Linked DNA regions of Sus scrofa: region 1 is linked to region 2. The links are chromatin contacts, called in public Hi-C maps. All regions are on one chromosome and are shown on one strand. The core of a region is the stretch at or near the end of the contact, and the rest is flanking DNA. Distances in the headings are between cores, read along the strand shown. Region 1 has its middle 8.7 kb from the start of DHRS4. Region 2 holds the start of NRL (neural retina-specific leucine zipper protein).

Region 1 (5,710 bases), core at 2,186-4,685, 66 kb after region 2:
TGAGTCATATGGAGGTTTCCAGGCTAGCAGTCCTATTGGAGCTGTAGCTGCCGGCCTATGCCATAGCCACAGCAAAACCAGATCTGAGCCACGTCTGCGACCTACACCACAGTTCACGGCAATGCTGGATCCTTAGCCCACAGAGCAAGGCCAGGGATCAAACGTACAGCCGAATGGATTCTGTTCGGTTTCTTTACCACTGAGCCATGACGGGAACTCCTGGTGTAACACTGTTAACCAGACTTTCTTTTTTCTTTTGGTAGCCACCCCTCGGCACATGGGACAAGGGATCATATCCGAGCCATAGTCACTACCTAAGCCATAGTGGTGGTAATGCCAAATCCTTAACCCACTGTGCCGGGCCAGGGATTGAACCTGCATCCCAGGGATCCCAAGACTCTGCCAATCCTGTTGTGCCACAGCAGGAACTCCTGTTAACCAGACTGAAGACTTTATCTTGTGTGCATCGTTTTTTACGTGCTATCACTTGTATGTGTTAGTGTATCCCTGCTCCCTAGCTGTGGATGCATGTTGGTGATCTCTGACCATATATATTTACTTCGCCCTTATTCCTTCTTTTATTATTTGGATGGACAATCAGTCATCAGTCACCTACTGAAGTCCACTTCAGTTCTTTATGGCTTTTTCTATGATGTTGCAATAGAACTTGTTTGTGTTGAGCCCAGGCAAATAATTGAAGCCATAGGGCCAAGGATATGTGCCTTTGACATTTTGAGAGAAGTTACCAATGGCCCCTCAGAAAAGCTGTGCCTGGAGTTCCTGTTGTGGTGCAGCAGAAACGAAGCCAACCAGGAGCGAAGAGGTTGCGGGGTTGATCCCTCGCCTTGCTCAGTGGGTTAACGATCCCGTGTTGCCGTGAGCTGTGGTGTAGGTCACAGACGTGGCTTGGATCCTGAGTTGCTGTGGCTGTGGCATAGGCTGGCCCCTGTAGTTCTGATTGGACCCCTACCCTTTGAATTTCCATACGCTGCAGGTATGGCCCTAAAAAGGAAAAATAAAAACAAAAACAAAACATGAGTGGTGGAGTACGGGCTTCTTTGCAGAAACACAACAGGCATCCACACAAATGTTCCCCACCTCCTGCCTCCGTGCCGTTGCTCTTTGTTCTCTTAACAAATGTTGCTCATCGTTCAAGCTTTGTCTTAAATGTCCCTCTTTCACGAAGCTTTTCCAGATCACCCCCAACTAAAAATACTCTCTCCCTCCCCTGAATTGCCATGCTGTTCTATTTAAAATTATTTTATGGAACTTTTTCCATTTTCCTTTTTCCTCTTTGCGATATCTATTAAAATCCTCCCTTGGAAACAGATAGACAAATCAATGGAATGAAACGGAATCCAGAAATAGGCTTGAATGCGTATGGGAATAATAAATACAATCAAGGCATGACCAGATAACTCAAACAGAACTTAGATGACTGATTAACCATTTGGGGAAAAAATTAACTTGGATCACTATCTCACTTTCCATATAAGAGCAAATATCAGATGGCTCAAAGATTTAATTTAATTTAATTTAATTAATTAATTTATTTATTGTCTTTCTGCCTTTTTCTAGGGCTGCTCCTGCGGCATATGGAGGTTCCCAGGCTAGGGGTCCAATCGGAGCTGTAGCCGCTGGCCTATGCCACAGCCACAGCAACACAGGATCTGAGCTGCGTCTGCAACCTACGCCACGGCTCATGGCAACACTGGATCCCTAACCCACTGAGCAAGGGCAGGGATCGAACCTGCAACCTCATGGTTCCTAGTCGGATTTGTTAACCACTGCGCCAAGACGGGAACTCCGTGGCCCAAAGATTTTAACACACACGCGCACACACACACACACACACACACACACACACACATTAAATAACTACAGGAAAATGTTAGCGGGATCCGAGCTGCATCTGCGACATACAATGCCACAGCTTATAGCAACGCCAGATCTTTAACCCACTCAGGGAGGCCAGGGATCAAACCTGAATTCTCAGGACTCTATGTCAGGTTCTTAACCTGCTGAGCCGCAACGGGAACTCCCCACTTTGCTTTTATGCATGCACAGCTTGACTACAGTCAAGAGCATACAGAAATTTTTGTATTACTTTTCCCAGGCATTTTGAGGGTACATTTATTCACCACAATGAGCAAAATTGATATTATTATTCCCATTTTAGGAATGAGGGAAAAACCTCAAGTAGGTTAAATAACAGCTCATGAGTGCCTGCCCTGAGATTCTAATCCATGGCCAACAAGTTAAAGAAACAGTTCCAAACCAGAATAGAAAACATCACAGTCAATCCCTCATGGCTACGATGTTTATAACAGGTGCTGCCCCTTCTCCGCCCACATCACCTGGGATTCCCTCACCTCTGTGCGCACCTGAATTCCAGGGCCAGTTCTTTCCTCCCAGCCCCAGCATGTTGTTGGAAGGTGCGGGAGATCAAGAGAGGCCTCAGAATTTGTGTCCCTTCCTTCCCTCTGCAGCTCTTGGCCATGACTCTTGGGGACGGGGATATACACACTCCAGCTCTATTGCCCTCTCATGGAGGTGACTTTGAGGTGTGACTCACAGTGCCCCCCAAGCCCTCTGTGGGAGTGAGTCAAAATTACCCTCCGTGTGATTCGGCTTGAATAGTGCACCCCTGTTCGCCCCCTTCCTGGCCCAACTCCCCTCTTCTTCTAACTCTTTTCCCTGGAAATATTTCCAAATAAATTTCTTTCATATGCATCTTCTTCTAAGGCAGTATTGTTTCAAGAAACTTTTGTTTCAGTTATGTGTCAGGCTCTGTGTGTGTGTGTGTGTGAGCGCGCGTGCGTGTGTGTGTCTGTACGTCTGTCTCTGTGTAGTGGGTTGCCATTTAATCTGCATTTCTTACTATGGAGCTAAACAGATTGAAAGCCACTGTCCTATTCCACATGGAACTGTTTCTCTATTTGTGTATGGTTCACTGAGCTAGAAAGTTTCCTGGCCGCCCCAGAATGAGAACTGCAGATCAGATTTTAGGTCTTATTGCCTGCTTGAGCACAGCAACTTAAAATATACTGAATAAAAATGTATTAGTCATGGGGTCTAGAGAGTGCCATCAACTTTGACACAATTGGCTAGGCTGTTCTTTGAACTTCTTTAGGCAGTCAAGTCTGCCAAACAGCTTTCAAAGTCCAGATTTCCCTTTGCTAAGGTTGATAAATGTGGTTTAAAGGTCATGGTGGTTGATTATCAATTTTTTGCAGATTAGCAGTAGTTGGAAGACCACATTCGCCTTGTAGCAGAGCCAGATGGCATCCTGACTGCATGGCAGGGTAGTCATCCCAGAACTCTGGCCCTAGGCTTGGCTTAGACGGGGAGAGGGGAGTGCTTAGCATGGCTCTGCACTGACTCCCAGAGATGTGCAGTTAAAGGAAGGGAAGAGAACACATCACCCACTCACTACAACCAATGAGACCTAGGTGAGAGGTCAGGCGAGTCTCTTTCGGCCAGATCTGCGTGGATCCTGGGGCAGGCCTGGCTGCCAGAATCGATTGGAGGCCGGGAGCGGAAGGCAGAGAGGAAAATTCCCAAAGTACACAGGAGGGGAGTTCTGGAAGGTAGTACAGAGGAGAGGGAAACACCCTCATTTTCCCAGGAAACCTTGGGAGCCCTGCCATCCTGGCATCCGTTGAAGATCCTTATTTGTCGGTACACAATGTAAGATCGGTTCCATAGTTAGGAAACAGCAAAACAATGTCGAAACTCCAATGGAATGATTAAGCAAAAAGGATGGTAACTTCTGTTCACCAAGTTTAGGATGAAGATGGCTGCGAATTAAGAACCCATAGGGTCTGTAGTACTGTTCCGGAGAAGAGCCAGGCTTTCTGGTAGATGTGATATTCTAGTCGCCCCCAAAGATGTACTTCAGCGGGGTATGTGTGTGTGTGTGTGTGCTGATCGGGGGGTGGGGGGGTGGCGGGGCCTCAAGGTCAGGTTGAAGGACCCTCAGCACCAGCCCATTCCTTCTCACCTGATTCTGTATTCATTCCATTGCTTTCTGGTTGTTACTCCGGGCAGGAGGTCCAGATCACAGACAACACTTTTTCTCCTCACTGGATGGGCCTGTTCCCCATCTGAACTGAAACCTTTGGCTTTTGAGACTACATCAATTTCATGTGGGTTTGGGGTGTGGGAATATCAGTATGATACCCCTGACCCCAAATGTTGATGATCCAAGTTCCTGGCTGACCAGTCTGAGGGCCACAGGGGGCTCAGGACCCAGTGGGACCCAGCCTGAAATGGGCAGTGAGATCTCATAGGCTCTGAGACCATGGAGGAGCGCTGGCCCCCCCTCATCCAGAGGCTGAGCTAAGACCCCGGGGTGGGGGGAAGCAGTACATGCTGATTCCCAACGGGGAGCAGCAAGCTTGGACTGCTGGTGAGACTCTGAAGTCCAACAAGAAGGGGGTGTTCATATGGGGGTGGGTGGGAGAGACCTTGGACTCTTGGGAGCAGAGCAGGGGTGGAAGAGAAAGGGAGTGGGGAGCTCAGTTTCATCCTCAGTGTCGGTCTGACCTGCTGTTCCTGGAAAGTTAGGCAAAGAGAGGTCTTTGGGCTCTGTCTCCAGGGGAAGTTCTGCTCACTTCCAGCCATGAGGAGCTTCTCCTACATTTGGGCTTCTCTGTCTGACGTCCAGGGTGGGGTGCGTGGCTCCTCTGAGGCCTGGTGATGGGTAATATGGGGAGATCTGGCTCATGGTGCACCAGTATTCTGTGTTTTTTAAATTAATTAATTAATTAATTATTATTTTTTTACTTTTTTTTTTGTCTTTTTGCTATTTCTTTGGGCCGCTCCCGCAGCATATGGAAGTTCCCAGGCTAGGGGTCCAATCGGAGCTGCAGCCACTGGCCTATGCCAGAGCCACAGCAACGCAGGATCCGAGCCGCGTCTGCAACCTACACCACAGCTCACGGCAACGCCGGATCGTTAACCCACTGAGTAAGGGCAGGGGCCGAACCCGCAACCTACACCACAGCTCACAACAACCCACTGAGTGAGGCCAGGGATTGAACCCACTTCCTCATGGATCCTAGTCATTTTCGTTAACTACTGAGTCATGAAGGGAACTCCCCATAATGACTTCTTGAGTCCTGAGTTTTGATGGTGAGGAATAACTGGAGTTGGAAGGAGAGGCTGGAGCCTGTGGGTGGTAGTAGGTGGAGTTATAATGTTTTTAGACCTGCCACGTTCTAGTATTGACCTCAAGTGGGCAGTGAGCTGGGAGGGAGGAGCAGACCCTCAAACTCCACGCTCTCTCCTTCTGCACTGGGGAGCTCCTGAAAGGCAGGGTGTCTCAGAATGCCTGTGCATTTGAGCAATGACTTTCCCTATAGTATAGAATAGGAAACCCCCATTTAAAAACCACATTGTAGGAGTTCCCATAGTGGCTCAGCAATAATGAACCGGAATAGTATCCATGAGGATCCCTGGCCCTGCTCAGTGGGTTAAGGATCTGGCATTGCCATGAGCTGTGGTGTAGGTTTGCCGACACAGCTCAGATCCTGCATTGCTGTGGCTGCAGTGTAGGCCAGCAACTACAGCTTCAATTAGATGCGTAACCTGGGAACTTCCACATGCCGTGGGTGCAGCCCTAAAAAGACAAACAAACAAAAAACTACGCTTTATTTTTTTACTTTTAAAAATTAATTAATGAATTATCTGGCCACGCCCACAGCAT
Region 2 (5,776 bases), core at 769-3,268:
TGCCCTAGTGCTCCTCGCCCAACCCGGGGCACAAGAGTTACATCTGTAAAGCAAAGGAGGAGACACGGAGACGGCCCAGTGAGGAGGGGAAAGGAAGTTCTGAGAGGGGCAGATAGAGACGGTGTGGCCAGGGACTAGAGGGAGGAGGCGACGGAAACCGAGGAGCGACCCAGAGCGGTTCAGGTTGCCGCGATCTCCAGCGAGACACACGACCCCGAGAGGCCGGGAATCCAGACACACTTGCCCCCTGCCCGCCTCCTCCGGGGACGGGAAACCAGACGCGGCGGGTGAGCAGATGAGCACAACTGGCAGCCCCGAGGGGGCGAGCGCAGCGGAAGGTGCGGGTCGGCCCCGGACTGGGGGGCCGGGGGGTCACTCACCGCAGGCCGGGGCGGTACATAGCGGCCATGGCACCTGGGCGACGGCTGCGGGGTGGCCGCGAAAACCGAAGAGCCGGGGAAATGTGGAAGGCGGGGAAGGAGGCGAGCGCGGGCGCAGTGAGCAGGAGCACAGACTGGGCGGGAGGTGCTTAAAAACGAGCGGGGCGGGCGCAGGGGCGGGACCCTGCCCAGGCCAACGCGACCCTTTCTCCGCCCGGGGCTCTAGCCCCAGGTCCTCCCAGCCACAGCCCCACCTCCTGCATCCTAGCCCCCAAACCCTTGTCTCCCATTGGAGAATTGGGTCCTCTCCCCCGAAGTCCCGCCCCCTGCACATGATGTAACTTTGAGGACTCTTGCTCCCGAGAGATAGCGACAGGGAGACATTGGGTGGCGAGTAAACTAGGAACAAGGGGCGATACCAGAGGCCAGAACCCATGGGGGGTTGGAAGTCTAAAAGCTGGGGGCTGGGCATTACCATTCCCCCTTCTTCCTCGGGCCTGGGCACTGGGAGCCCAGATTCTTCTGTTGCCCAGGGCCCTAACGTTAAGGTTTCCTCAGTCCCCAACTCCCACATCTTTGTTCCTTCTCCCCATGATTAGGGCTCCTTTCTGCCCAACCATGAAGTGGTGGTATCTCTCCACCTTGGAATCTCTTCATTGGCTTCTGCCCTGGTCATTCTCTCCACATTCCCCTGGATAATGCATCTGTCCCACCCAGCCACCACAATGAAGTCCTCTGGTGATTTCTTTTTTCCTTCTTTCGTCTTTTTTTTTTTTTTTTTGTCTTTTTGTCTTTTTAGAGCTGCACCTGCAGCACATGGAAGTTCCCAGGCTAGGGGTCTAACTGGAGCTACAGCTGCCGGCCTACAACACAGCCACAGCAACACCAGATCTGAGCCGCGTCTTTGACCTACACCACAGCTCATGACAACGCTGAATCTTTGACTCACTGAGAGAGGCCAGGGATCGAACCTGCAACCTCATCGTTCCTAGTCAGATTTGTTTCCACTGCGACACGACCAGAACTCCCTCTGGTGATTTCTCAAGTTATGTCTCCATCCAGACATCTCTCTTCAACTTGAGACCCTAAATGCCATAGCACCTCAAATTCAACGTGGCAATGGTAAGCATCTGCCCAGCATCCACTCTCCCTTTCTGATAATAACATCTTGATGTTCCTTTGGGGGACCACCTCCTGGGCCTGTGTGGTCATGGGGGTCTCTTGGGGGTGAGCTCTCAGCTTGGCCAATTCATGTGTTCTGAGCTCTGGCCACAGCCATTGGGAATGTTCACGGATGGGCATTAGGTCCCTCTCTGGGGCTTCTTCTGTCCGCTTTCAAAATGAGCTCTCTTTCTGCTGGGGTTGCTGGGCTGGTGGAACCAAAGCCTGATGCTGCTGGATGTCAGCTTGGCCCTGCAAAGCAGAAACCTGCCTGAGAAGGAAGGAAGCCTAGAGGAAGCAGGCAAAGGGATGGAGATCATGAAATTCCTGATTCCAGGTTTAGGAGCCAATAAATTTTTTCTTCTCTCTCCCTCCCTCTCCCCGCCCTCACCTTTTTTTTTTTTTTTTTTTTTTTTTTTTTGGCTGTGCCTGCAGCATGCAGAAGTTCCAGGGCAAGGGATTGAACCCAATGCCACAGCAGTGATAATGCCTAATCCTTAACCCCTAGGCTACCAGGGAACTCCATAAATTTCTCTTCCTCAAGCTAATTTTAAGTGGCTTTTTGCCATTTACAGCAGAAACAATCCTGATTCTCAGACTTTTTAGAGTTCTCTGCTGGAACATAATGGGACGAGAAGAGCTGGCTGCCAGCCTTGGGCTTGCTGCTGGTCTTCATCTTTTCCACCCAGGCACTCGACCTCATGTGTAAGTATTTGGGACACTTCCCTTCAGTCCCTATATCCAAACTCTGTCTGTACCTCCTCCACTGCAAACGGCTGCCTCTTTAGTCACCCTCTGGGCCTAAAAATGTGCATATTGGTGGCATCATTGTCATTCTACTGAAGGTCATCATCTCGTCTGTGATCCTGCAGCACACCACCAGGGGGCAGGGTGTGACCAGTCTTGCCTTGGTCTGCATTTTCTCTTCCCCAGGGCCCTCTGGGCCTTGGCCTTGGCCTGCTCGCAGACCCTCTGCTGTGGATGCTGTGGATGCTGTGGATGCTGTGGAGTGCTGCCCAGATCCACCTTCAGGATCAGATGCTCGTCCCAGCTGCTGAGTGTTGGCTGCTCTTGGCTCACGGCTGAGCATTTCCCTGAGCACTCCCTTTGGCTGAAGGGAGCTGTCTTGCCAAATGCAGTCCCTCTTTCCTGGGGCATCTTGGATTCAATGTCTGGTTGATGCAGAGGTCCAAAGGCCTGGCCCCCTGGCCTCAATTTGGGGCACTCTGAAGGTCCATCCCAGCTCTGGAGCTCCTGTGGGGTCAGCCGGAGGAGCCTCTGTTTAGTTGTAGTGCTCAACTCTTCTCTTTATCCAGTCCTGATTCTCTCACTGACTTTAACTCTCCCCCTTGCCCCCCAACAAACCACCTATATGCAAGTTTCCATCTCGGAGTTTGTTTCCGACTAAAGATATTCCCCCTTCTCAACTTGTATACTGCATTAACCCCCTAATTTGACTCTGATTCCATTTTGACCTTCTTCCACACTAGATCCAAAGTGACCTTCCTTCCTCTCCTTCCTCCCTCCCTTCTTCTTCCTCCCTCCCCTCTCCTTCCTTCCTTCCTTCTCCCTCCCTCCTTCTTTCCTTCTCCTTCTTCCTTCCATCCTTTCGTCTCCTTCCTTTCATCCTTTCTTTCTTTTGTCTTTTTAGGGCCACACCCATGGCATATGGAAGTTCCCAGGCTAGGGGTCAAATCAGAGTGGCATCTGCCAGCCACAGCCACAGCCATGCCAGATCTGAGCAGTGTCTGTGACCTACACCACAGCTCACAGCAATGCCAGTTCCTTAACCTGCTGAGAGAGGCCAGGGATTGAACTCTCATCCTCATGGATACTAGTCAGGTTCATTAGTGCTGAGCAACAACGGGAACTCCCAAAGTGATCTTTTCTAACTCAATCTGATCATTCCACATCCCTGCTGAAAAATATTTAGTAGCTTCTCACAGCTCTTGGGGTAGAGCCCACACACTAAACTTGGCCTACAAGGCTCTGTAGGATCTGGCCCCTGCTTGACTTCTCCACCCTAGCCCTCACCTGCCGTCATTCTTCCCCCTTTCCTTAGTCGCTGCTCTCTGGCTACATTAGTGTTTTCAGTTTCATTAATGTGTCTACCTCTTCCCTGCTCAGAGCCTTTGCATGTATTATTCCCGCAGCTTGGAATCTCCATGTTCTCCACACTTCCAGGCACCGTTGCTTCTTATTCCCCCGACCAGTCTCAGTTTAATGTGACTTCCTTAGGCAAGCTGTCCCCACAGTGGCACTGAAACTGACAGCACTAGTGGCCTGAACCTAGCCAGAACCCAAACTGGGACTTGAACCCAGCCAAAGCCCAGATTGGGACTTGAACCTGCCTGCTGGAACTTGAACCCAACCTAAAACCAGATGGGGATTTAAACCCACGTTTTTTTTTTTTTTTTAATTTTTTGTCTTTTTGCCTTTTCTAGGGCCGCTCCCATGGCATATGGAGGTTCCCAGGCTAGGGGTCTAATTGGAGCTGTAGCCACCAGCTTATGCCACAGCCACAGCAATGAGGGATCTGAGCCGCGTCTGCAACCTATACCACAGCTCACGGCAACGCCGGATCATTAACCGACTGAGCAAGGCCAGGGATCAAACCCGTAACCTCATTGTTCCTATTCGGATTCGTTAACCACTGAGCCACAACAGGAACTCAAAACCCATGGTTTTAAATTTGAGTTACTCACCCTGTGTCTGGACTCACCAAGGCTCAGGTCCTTTATGCCTCCGTGCAGAGGAATTTGGTGAGAGACAAAGTGATACGTGAGAAACAGATTTATTAGGATAGGATGCTTGTAAGAGATGCAAGCGGGGAAGAAAAGGAAGCTCTGCCCAGGACCTGGTGGACCACAGTTTTATCATCCAAGGGACATGGGGATTTGGAAAGGCCCGCCTCTTCCTTTCTGGGAGTAGTAGCTCCTCCTTAGTATTGAGTAAGGTGTGTATTCAAATCAGCTGAAGGGCGCTCTTCAAACTCTGCCCTTGGTCTGAATTTGAAAGCAGGCCTCATCCCATCCCCCACCCAATGACTGGAGGCAATTCTCACATCTCCACTTGTCAAGCAAGCCTGCCTTATTTTGATAGTTTTCCTGAACTTACAGTGGTCTCCCAACATCCCCCAGGTTTCCCTCTTTATCTATGATCCCCTATTGGGACTTCCACGACCACCTGTGCCTACTCAGCCCTATCACCACCTTCTCCTCTGCCCTCACATTAGATTAGGTCTCATGAAATAAAGTCTCATGGCCCATGCACTTCTCCTGCGTTAGCATCCATTACATTATAATGGTTTGTTTTTATGTAGTCCCATTCCTAACATATGAAGGCCCTGGGTCAAGAGTACAAATAGAGGCTCACAAACCTTGTGCTTAAATATTTTAAATGTATGACTCAAGCTAACAAACTTTAAATAAAATGTTCTATTCTACCTTGACAAATATATACATAATGGTCTGGAATTTGGTTCAAATTTCAGTTCAAATTTGGCTTTAATTAAATTGATTATTTAATTATGATTATTATTTTTAGGGCTGCACCTGTGGCATATGGAAATTCCCAGGCTAGGGGTCGAATTGGATCTGAAGCTGTCGGCCTATGCCACAGCTGCAGCCACAGCCACACAGGATCTGAGCTGTGTCTGTGACCTACACCACAGGTCATGGCAACACTGGATCCTTAACTCACTGAGCGAGGCCAGGAATCAAACCCGCGTCCTCATGGATCCTAGTCAGGTTCGTTAACTGCTGAGTCACAAAGGGAACTCTCTAATTTATTTTTTCAAAGGCCACGCTAGTGGCATATGGAAGTTCCTGGGCTAGGGGTTGAATTGGAGCTGCAGCTGCTGGCCTGCACCACAGCCGTGGTAACATTGGATCTGAGCCACATCTGCAACCTCTGCCTCAGCTTGAGGCATCGCCTGATCCAATGAGTGAGGCCAGGGATGGAACCTGCATCTTAATGGACACTCTTTTGGGTTCTAAACTCACTGGGCCACAACGGGAACTCCAAATTTGGATTTTATTTTTTGTTCTTGAGGATTCCACAATAGAATGTGGTGGTATGGGGAGAGTCGGCTTTCAGCCACTGGCCTTTGGGTCCACATTTTCCCCCCACTGCTGACACCATCTTCTACTGCAAGGGCTCTCATGTGCATACATGTAGACCCTCCTACCTGCACACCCCAATTCTGTCCACAACTTCCTGCAAACAGCCACCCC

Evidence for each region. Hi-C and Micro-C count contacts between places; a contact is called where the count stands out from the background.
Region 1: a Hi-C map of liver shows a contact between it and region 2, with 3 times the contacts expected there. The contact joins the enhancer-like site here to the promoter of NRL in region 2. A contact is called at or near these places in 5 of 47 Hi-C or Micro-C datasets (liver and skeletal muscle) and 2 of 2 datasets of contacts at active chromatin or transcription factors (alveolar macrophages and skeletal muscle).

What each region holds. Positions count from the first base shown.
Region 1 is chr7:75,261,461-75,267,170 of Sscrofa11.1, forward strand. No RefSeq gene overlaps it. Among named protein-coding and RNA genes, the nearest start is that of DHRS4, 8.7 kb to the left of the region's middle. Within about 2 kb of position 3,436, at least 20 of the 83 cell types and tissues checked have an H3K27ac peak or open chromatin away from gene starts, as enhancers often do. A contact at or near this core is called in liver and skeletal muscle, where this site is marked.
Region 2 is chr7:75,197,030-75,202,805 of Sscrofa11.1, forward strand. NRL (neural retina-specific leucine zipper protein) reads left to right here and starts at 2,019. Exons shown (of 4, transcript XM_001925854.4): 1 at 2,019-2,246. The coding sequence starts at 2,167. PCK2 (phosphoenolpyruvate carboxykinase 2, mitochondrial) reads right to left here and starts at 584. Exons shown (of 10, transcript NM_001161753.1): 1 at 381-584. The coding sequence starts at 409.